Linked DNA regions of Gossypium hirsutum: region 2 is linked to region 1. A link is a contact called in public Hi-C data. All regions are on one chromosome and are shown on one strand. The core of a region is the stretch at or near the end of the contact, and the rest is flanking DNA. Distances in the headings are between cores, read along the strand shown.

What was found. Hi-C and Micro-C count contacts between places; a contact is called where the count stands out from the background.
Region 2: a Hi-C map of leaf shows a contact between it and region 1, with 1.8 times the contacts expected there. The contact joins the promoter of LOC107916763 here to the enhancer-like site in region 1. A contact is called at or near these places in 2 of 34 Hi-C or Micro-C datasets (both in leaf).

What each region holds. Positions count from the first base shown.
Region 1 is chrA01:106,198,462-106,203,299 of Gossypium_hirsutum_v2.1, reverse strand. No RefSeq gene overlaps it. Among protein-coding and RNA genes, the nearest start is that of LOC107916774, 46 kb to the left of the region's middle. Within about 2 kb of position 2,484, at least 8 of the 9 cell types and tissues checked have an H3K27ac peak or open chromatin away from gene starts, as enhancers often do. A contact at or near this core is called in leaf, where this site is marked.
Region 2 is chrA01:107,059,017-107,063,854 of Gossypium_hirsutum_v2.1, reverse strand. It overlaps LOC107916763 (pto-interacting protein 1), which reads right to left and starts at 2,140. Exons shown (of 10, transcript XM_016846132.2): 1 at 1,397-2,140; 2 at 1,235-1,308; 3 at 1,025-1,143; 4 at 814-929; 5 at 156-716; 6 at 1-57. The coding sequence starts at 1,535.

The DNA.
Region 1 (4,838 bases), core at 1,235-3,734:
GAGAGTAAAGGGCGAGGGCCAATTCGTTGTATTTGAGAGATAAGAATACAAGTTTCTTTCATATGTTTGCTTCATTTCACAAGAAAATTAATACCATAAAAAGCTTCGAAACTAAAGATGGTGATGAGATTTTGACAACTTCGAGAATGGGGGAAGTAACGACCAAATATTTTCAAAATTTATTGGTTACTAACGAGATAAGTTTTATGGAGCATATTCTATCCGGGGTTACCTATTGCATTTTAGATGACTTGAATATAATGCTAACAACTCGGTATACGACAAAAGGAGATTTTTGTGGCTTTAAAAAATATGGGGCCAACAAAACCGTCGGGGGTTGATTTTTCGATATTATTTTTTCAAAAATGTTTCCATATCATAGGTGAATATGTAACCTCTTTTTGTTTAGAAGTTTTAAATGAAGGGAAAGAGATGGAACAAATTAATGCCACATATATTTCTTATTCCAAAAGTGTCGTAACCAAAACAGATGGTAAATTTTAGACCTATTAGTCTCTATAATGTTATTTATAAATTGATAGCAAAGGCAATAGCAAACTGTTCTCAACAGGTGTCGGAAGTTTGCATTGATAAAGCCCAAAGTGCTTTTGTCTCGGGACATTTAATTTCGAGTAATGTGCTCTTTGCTTATGAATTATTACACACATTTCGACAAAAAAATAGGGAAAAAGGGCTTTAAATTAGATATAAGGCATATGATTGGGTTGAATTGAGATTTCTTAAGAATATGATGGAACGCATGGAGTTTGATTCTAGGTGGGCCGGGGTCATTATGAGATATGTATCAACTGTACCATACTTCGTTAGTATCAATAGCTAAATAAAAGTTTCTTTTTGACCTCATAGAGGACTTAGACAAGGAGACTCGTTAAGTCCTTTTTTATTTCTAATTTGTAGCGAAGGTTTATCCACCCTCATGCGTCTTGCTTTGGGGGAAGGGTTGTTAAAAGGTGTGAAAGTAAGCAGACAAGGTCCCTAAATTTCCAACTTACTTTTTGCTAATGACTGTCCTTTTCGGGGAAACGAGTGAGCGAGGTGCCCAAATTTTAAAGGGAGGACAATGTGTCACCTATAATAAATCTACGAATTTTATAGCTCAAATACTCGAGAATTAGATCGTGAGCTAATTTCGCAATAGTTGAGAGTGTGTTACTTAAACGACTCGGAGAGGTACTTGGACTTACCAAATATGGTGGGACGACAAAAAAAAGTTACTTCTCAAACATTAAAGGATAGAATCAAGAAGAGGATTGATGGGTGGAGTACACGGTTCCTTTCTCAAGGGGGAGGTCTTTATAAAATTGGTGTTACAAGCCATCCAAACCTATTCGATGGCATGTTTTTTGTTACCCAAGATGTTACGTAGGGAAACTGAAAGTATATTAGCGAGGTTCTAGTGGCAAAAAGGGCATGGTAAGAAAGGGATACATTAGTGTGATTGGGCTCGACTTTGCACACTAAAGGAAGATGGATGTTCGGGCTTTTGCAATTTGAAAAAATTCAAATATTGCGATTTTTGCCAAACAAGGCTAGAGGCTTATTAATCAACCAAATTCCTTATTAACTTGTGTTTTAAAAGCTAAGTATTATCCTAGTTCTGATTTTTTAAATGCACGGCTAGGTAATTTACCGACTTACTCGTGGAATAGTATTTGGGCTACCAAAGGTTTATTGCAAAAGGACTTGTGTTGGCGGGCTGGTTCGAGGGAAAGCATTTTAATCTCAGAGCATGCATGGATTCTAGGTTTAATTAATTACAAATTATGTGATGACATGCAAAATAATGTTGTTTCCTTTGTGGCGTAACTTATTTATAATACTACGAGAGATTGGAATAAGGAGATTGTGCTCAATACCTTCTCGTCTAAGGATACGAAATGAATTCTGTGGATACTATTAGCCAAGGAATAGGGGAAAAGCCAAAGCAATTTGTTAAGGGGGAGCTGAATGAAATTTTAATTTTGTATAGTCTATATTTTTTATAATTTTTAAGTATTAAATTAAATTTTTATATTTTTATGGGATCAAAGTGTAATTTTACATTTACTAATTTAAAATTTTAAAAATATTAAAAAGTTTAAATAATAATTTTTCGGGCTGAGGCCCATGCCAGCCCCCTAGAATCGCCTCTGCCAAGGAGCTGACATGATGACTTTGTGGTGTAGCAGGGTGAACACTGGATGACTTACAGACCATTTCTAATGCTTTTTATAGGAAGCTCTAGAGCCTTAAACTTCCCACTAAGATTAAGATTATAATCTGGAGAATTGCTAACAATTATATCCCTACATTTACAAATCTGAACCTTCAACCTTGGTGATTAATACTGTCTGCCCTCGATGTACGGGGGGTATGGAAAATTGGGACCATGTTTTTAGAAATTGCCCTGTATTAGTAGAAGTAAGGTCACAATTAGGCCTTCGTTGGGTTTTAAACAGAGCAGATTTGGGCCGGTAATCACCATACTAGGAGGATGTTTGGAGGAGCACTATGGGCAATCTGGTTAGATAGAAACAAAACGGGTTCATGAACTGGACAGAAGATCGCAAATGATTTACTTTGCAACTTGGTGGAAATTGATAAATCAGAGTTAGATGGGCCTACAAGAATGAGTGCGAATGACCAGTGGCTTCCCCCATATGGTGAACTCATCAAAGTTAATTTTGATGAGGCTTTTGACAAAGATTGTCTTGAATCTTGCTCTAGAATTGTGGCAAGAAACACTGGTGGTTGGGTTCGGGTCTCACGAACAATACTTCATGAAAAAGTTGCGTCCGCTTTCGCTGCAGAGGCCCTTGCATGTTCTTGGGCAGTACAAACAAGTATGGAAATGGGTTGGTCAGATCTCATCTTTGAAGGGGACTCGTTATCAGTTGTTAATAAATGTCGAATAAATTCCCTTGATAAGTCGGAAATTGGTGCTTATAAAAGGAATATTCAACAAATTTCGAAAAAATTCTGGTGGGTGCGATTTCAACATGTGAACAGGAAAGCCAATCAACTTTCTCATATACTAGCGACAGAATGTTTAAGAAGGAATGAGCAAACTTACATGGAAGGTGGGGTTTCCAGATTTGGCGGACGGAGAATGGAAGACGACTGGCCGCGCGAATCAGATTGAAGGAGTTATTGTGTTTAGGGCATGGAAGAATCGGGAACGATGGAAAATAAATGGAAGAGGGTTTTTGGTTCTCTTGGAAGATGTAACCGCTTGGTCTTGAAATGTGGAAATGAATTGATGCGGCTTTTTTCATCATTGAATGTGGCTGGTCAATCTTTTGGTCTGCTTTATTTGTATTTTGAATTATTTTTCCTTAATTTGTTTTAGGACTGGTTGGTTTTGGGCATTATGTTGTTGGGTCAGGTTATTTATGCTTTCTTTCTTTGCTTTTAAGCCTGTCAATTTTGGGTCTTATGCTGTTTTGTTTTTTCTTTTGTATATTAATAAAATCTAGCCCATTTATTGATTAAATTATTAATTTAATATACTTTTATTAATACACATACAAATGTTTATTTAAAATAATTTTTAATTTTCATTTAAAAATATTTGGGATAGTTTGTGTTTAAAAAATAATATATATTGATTAAATAATTGTTGGGATAATTTCTGTTTTTAAAAAATAAAGTATATTGATAAAAAATTATTGTTAAATTTTGTGCAATTTTTTAAATAGGATAAAAAATAAATTTTATACTTGTGAAAATTTGAACAATTTTTTAAAACGATAAAAAAATTAAATTTTATACTTAAATTTTAGGCAGTCAATGTGGAAAGAAATTAGTATTTCCATCTCAGTTAGGAGTTTGACACATTGTATTATATATATATATATAAAATATTAGAGATATTTGTGGGTTGAGTTAAGACACTTTGAGATTTGATTTAGGTATGATATTAACACATTTTATGTTTACCGAAACCTCTCATATTTGTAATTATTTAATCCAAACTCATTTCAGCCTCATCCATATTTTCTTTATAAAATTTAAAAAATATGTTTGTATTATTTTTAAATTTAATATACATGCTTATTTATTAAAATTTTATATACAATCATCTTAACATTTTTAATGTTTCCATTAAAGTAGTTTTATAAAAATACATAAAATAAAACATTAAACAAGTCTAATTTTTTTTCAAGTCCATTTTTTGGGTTTATTTTTTTTTCCCAAATTCCCTCAACTCAGGAGAGCTTTTAGACTTGAGCGAGTAATTTAGTCCATAAATAAGTTTATTCTATATGTGATATATTTAATTTTTAAAGATTATTTTATTATTGAAAAAAATATAATTTTGAGCTCACTTCTAAATAAATATTTTTAAAAAACAAAAAAACAAAAAAGTAAGATGGAGCAATCCTTGAATAACTAATTTTATATTTACTTAGCAGACAGATGAATAACCTGGTTTGCTGATGATTTAATTTGTGATTATGGCGCATTAGACTTTGAACATCAAATAATTAAAAAAAGAATCACTAACATGATTAGCTAAATCATGATGTAGCACTAACAGGGGGAACCTGACATGATGTAGCAGCTTCGTTTTATCCACTTACCTATTCAATTTGCACCAACCATAACTCAGCAGTATTCCTTCAACCCTGCAACCATATAACCCTTTCAATGGAAAATTAAATTATTTTAGCTAATCAGTAACCCTCCATTACAAAAATTCTAATTTGTTCAGCTTCCTAATGTTAAAAAGGCAAAATGATTTATAAGAAAATTATTTGTCTCTCATTTAACATTTTTTTAATTTTTATTATTTATTAAATTATATTAAAATAGATGAAAAAATAATATCTATGTGA
Region 2 (4,838 bases), core at 891-3,390, 860 kb before region 1:
TATCCGGAAGGATCCCTTTATAGACACGGTTGCTCCCTCCTTTCCCAATCAAGTTCTCTGCTATGAAACAGAATCTTGGAAAAGTATATAAAAGAAAAACACATAAAGTAATAACGAATACATCACTGGTTGCAAGGCACGTTTGGGATGAAAACCTGTGGAGAATTGATCAGTTGCAGCTTTTAGAATTCCATAACAAAACCATCTGCAATCCGATGAATTTGTATTCAGGAGCACCTCCAAGCATTTTTGCAACTCATATTGCATTGATGAATTGGTCTCATTCCCATCATTGTCATCTCCAAGTTGATTCAGCTCTATTTCCTTGATTGTTGAACCTCGAGGAGAATGATCATGCAGAGACCGACTTGGTAAGTTCATTACCCATTTCACGACCGACATGCTCCTGGCATGCTTCGCTTGTGGTGTTGCTGAACTAGCCCTCAGGAGGAGGGGCCAACCAGGCTTATAGTCCATATTATCTCCTGCAAAAAGAGAAATGGACCACGAAGGGATTCTCTTCCCTTCATGAATAACACTCAATATTTCAATCTTCGAATCTTCACTACTGGTTCTTGATCCGTCTTTGGAGCTTTGAATCCCTTCAAAACTGGATATCTCAGACCCTACTTCAGAATCACCATATTCTGATTGGCATTCTTTGATACCAAGGTTTTCGGTCAGACAAAGACTCAGTCTTGGATCACCTTTAAGACCTGACATAATCCCATATACATCATCTATTACTTCTAAAGACCATAGTAGAAAACAGAAACCAGTTCTCTATTATTCCTAGGATAGGTAGAACCAAACCTGATAGTTCATTCTTGTTGGACCTTTCGAAAACAATTTTTCCCTTGTTGATGGCCACAACATTGGTGGTTGTTGGCAGCCGCTTCGTGCAGTATCTAGCCGTGGAAGTCCAACCCCTGAAAATGATGTCTGTTTTTTGAGTAATCAGACAAAGAATCACACCAATTTTGAACAGCCAAAATGATTTTGAGTCTGTTAACTGCTGACTTACCCAAGAGGACTCCTCTTGTCTATACCCACAACTAGAGCTACAGCACCATAGTTTATTGCTTCTCGAATTAAAACCTTTCGTATCGAATTTCCTTTATAAATCTGGCCTTTAAGATCAACCTGCAAGCCATGTATAATGATCAATATCAATTTTTTCATTCATGGTAAGTGAAAATTCATAAATGCCAGAACTATTGGTAATGAAAGCAACCTTCTTTATAGAACACAGGCCTTCATATGCTTCTAAATAACCCTCTAATAACAATTTCTGTCCCAAAGCATGATCTACATCGAAATTTCAGATTAGAATACACAAAAAAAACCATGGTACAAAACATCAAAGTTCGCTGTCAAGAAATCAAAAATGCCTTACCTGAATTCCGGGTAACATGAATTGCTACAACACAATCACCAGGTTCAGCAACTTTTACAAGAGCCCAACTAAGCAAATCCCTGCTTTCACTATCTAATCGAATCCCAACCAATACATTTTTCTTCTTATCAGAAGGCATGTTTTCTGAAAATCTAGAACCTTACCAGCTTTCTGAAATATTCAATTTAGTCCTTCCATATAGAAACCACCATCACCATCTTCATTCGAGTTCATAAAAAGAAATCTAAAAATACCCCAACAACACTAGGCACTTAACCCTTAGTGATCATAAATGAAACCCCATTACCATATTTGGATTTGAAAACCCAAACTCAAAGAAAAAAAAAAGAAACCCAGATTGTTTATAGACTAAACAAATCTACCAAAATCTTTGAATTTAAGAAAAAAGATAAACAGAAGAAGACAATTGAATTCAGTGCGCCAATTTTGTACGTATACGTTTTTTTTTAATCCAAAACGGGTTTTTTTTTTGTAAAATTATATTGCCGCCAAAGAACATCACCCCCTCTACCTGCTACAACCAGTTTCAATACACTTTTGTGTATATAAATTATTGAGCAATAAAAAATTTAAAAAAAATGTTGGGGTGATGACAAAGATATTCAATCTACTTTATTTTTTAAATAATTTTTTTATTTTTATTTAAAAAAAATTTAGGAAATGGTTCATGAGTGAAGAAACCCTTGAGATAAAAGTGTCGGCAAAGTAAAAAAAAAAAAAAAGGAATTCCCGCGAAGAGTGGGCAACGAATTTCAGTGCTGAATTAAAAGAGGAAAAATAGGGACTCCATTTTTGTTTATAAAAGTAATTAATTAATTAAAAAAATTAAGTTCGTTTAAAGAACCGGCAAATTTCGCGCGAAACCCATGGTCTCTGGTCGTTTTGTGGGAGAAATGAAGTGACAGAAGCGAAGCTTTTACCGGCTATTGCGGGTTGAGGAGTAGGACCCCTATTGGGCTCTGGCTTATCCTCTTGACTCGTGTTTTTCTATTTTCCTTATAAAGATAAAAAAAAATTAAAAGTTTTTAGTATTACAAAGGGGTAATTTTTTGATTGTTAGCTTAAAGCAAGGAAGATTAAATTTGAAAATTATAGTAGATTCTGGGTCAAATTCCTATTTTAGTTTAATTTCTGTTTGATTACAATCTCATCATGCTTTGGTCAAAAATATATCTTATCATCTCTTCCATATATTTATTCATCTTTAATTAAAATGTTTTTCTTAATTTCAAGAAATTAATTTTCATTTTTTGTGTTTCTTACATTAATATAGACATGAGATTTGGTGCAGTTTAATTTTCATCAAATACACGTGGTTTTATCAACTTTTTTATAGACAATTGCAATCATCAAGTTCGTTGAAGATTATTCATCATTTTATTTATTACATTTATAGGGATTTTTAAGATAAAATATTTTGAAAATAATTATTTTTTTATCAAAGTGATTTTTTGACCCATCCCAATGATGTGATGTGAATTTGAGGTTGGGTATTCTAAATTTTATGTTAAATTTATTAAAATATTATTCAATTTTGATAAATGATTTTAAACAATTAAGTAAATAATTTGTTTTTTTATAATATTTAGCATGTTATACGGGCTATTTAGAGAAGTAAATTACAGATTTGGTTCTCCTTTATTATTATTACCAAATATATTTTTTTATTTTTTTTAAAATATCCTAATATTAAGCTATTTTATTATTTAAAGGTTATAATAGTAAATAGAAAATAAAAAAGGTATGGTGGTAAAACATGTTGATTTGAATCTTACTATTTTTGTAATTAAGGTAAGGCCACTCACATCTTAAACGTGATAAATACAAGTATGGTGAGATGAAGTGAAATCACATGTTGTTTTCTCCATTTAAGTCTTCATTTTCTTGGCACTTATGCATGACCCAAACCTAATCTATATACCTTTTTTAATTATCTTTTTGGTGCACCTAAGCATATTTACAACCCAATTTAATATATTCTTTTTCAAATTGTCAAAAAGAAACTAATATGAAGAAAATTATTATTTAGAAATTAAAAATTTATTTAAAATTTGAATTTGTTAAAATGTAAATTGGAAATTAAAAAGATTCAATGATGACATAAAAATTGAAAAAGTAGTGGCAACCACTTTGTACATAAGCATATTAAACAAATTTTATTTAATTTATTTTGTTGGAATATTACTTTCATATTTTTTATTTATAAAGTATATATGGTTGCCCAAAACTTCATATTTTTGATTGCTTGGTCAGATTTCGAAAATACCATTTGGCGTTTTCCTCCTCCAAAATTTTTAATAGTTCAGCTGTCATTTCAATCACACGTGTGGATCCACCGGCTAACCCCCTACAATATTCCACGTCTACATTATCTTACCACTTCATGCGTCTACAAATCTGCTTTACCAACGGTCGGTTTGAAAAGATTTTATATCCAAATTCGTGGTGTAAAGGTGAAAAAGATTCTTTTAAAAAGTAATTATATTTTGGATAAAAAAAACATAAAAGTGAGTTTATAAAGGTGAGTAGTATTTGGGCAGTCCTTAACTTTAAAAAAATAAATAAATAAATAAACAAACAAAAGCAATTTGAAAAAATTGATAATGTTTGTAAAAAATCCAAAATGCCGATATCACATATGTCAATCCAATCTAATATTGCTTTTACTCTGAAGGGATCAATATTTGCAATGCATAAATTAATGATAATTTGACTAATTAACATATTTATTTTTCATTTTTAAATGAGATGTCACAATCCAAAAGAAAGCTGCGAGATTCAAAATTGCACTTAAAAACTTTCATTTCGATCTTTGTTGTTTCTCTAGTTTAGACAATTTATATTGTCATTTCATAAAGTTATATTAATGCTAAGTCAAAAAGAGTTCATTGTTTCAGTGTTGATAGGTGTACAGTTGAAAGAACTGATACGATCATATGTCGTATTTGATCAATCGAGGAACACATTGGTATGTCCAATTAAGTGATTGGTTGGATCCGTAAGGAAAATAGTAATTAATTTTAAACGACCTGCGCATTTGAGCCTATTGGTTCGAGTTGGGCCCTTCTAGTTTGCAAGGCTACTAGAAAGTTAAATCGTAGATGCGTGTTTCATGGTTGTTCATTTAGTAAGTGTTAGTTGTTAAGTGTTCCCACAATTAATTTATACACAGAAGGGTTAGCCTAAGATGTCCTTGATCATTATAACTGACTTATCAATTGAAAGAAAAGATTCATTATCAAGGATCAATTCGAAACCGAAGCAAAAATCAAGCCTAAAGCTAGAATTTCATCACATCAGTTTATTTAATTTAGTAATGTTTCTGCTTATTTTTACTATTATTTCAATTTTAATTATTTCTAGTGTTTCTACTTTTATCATAGTTAAAACCCCCTTTTTTGTTTTTGCACATATCGTCTCA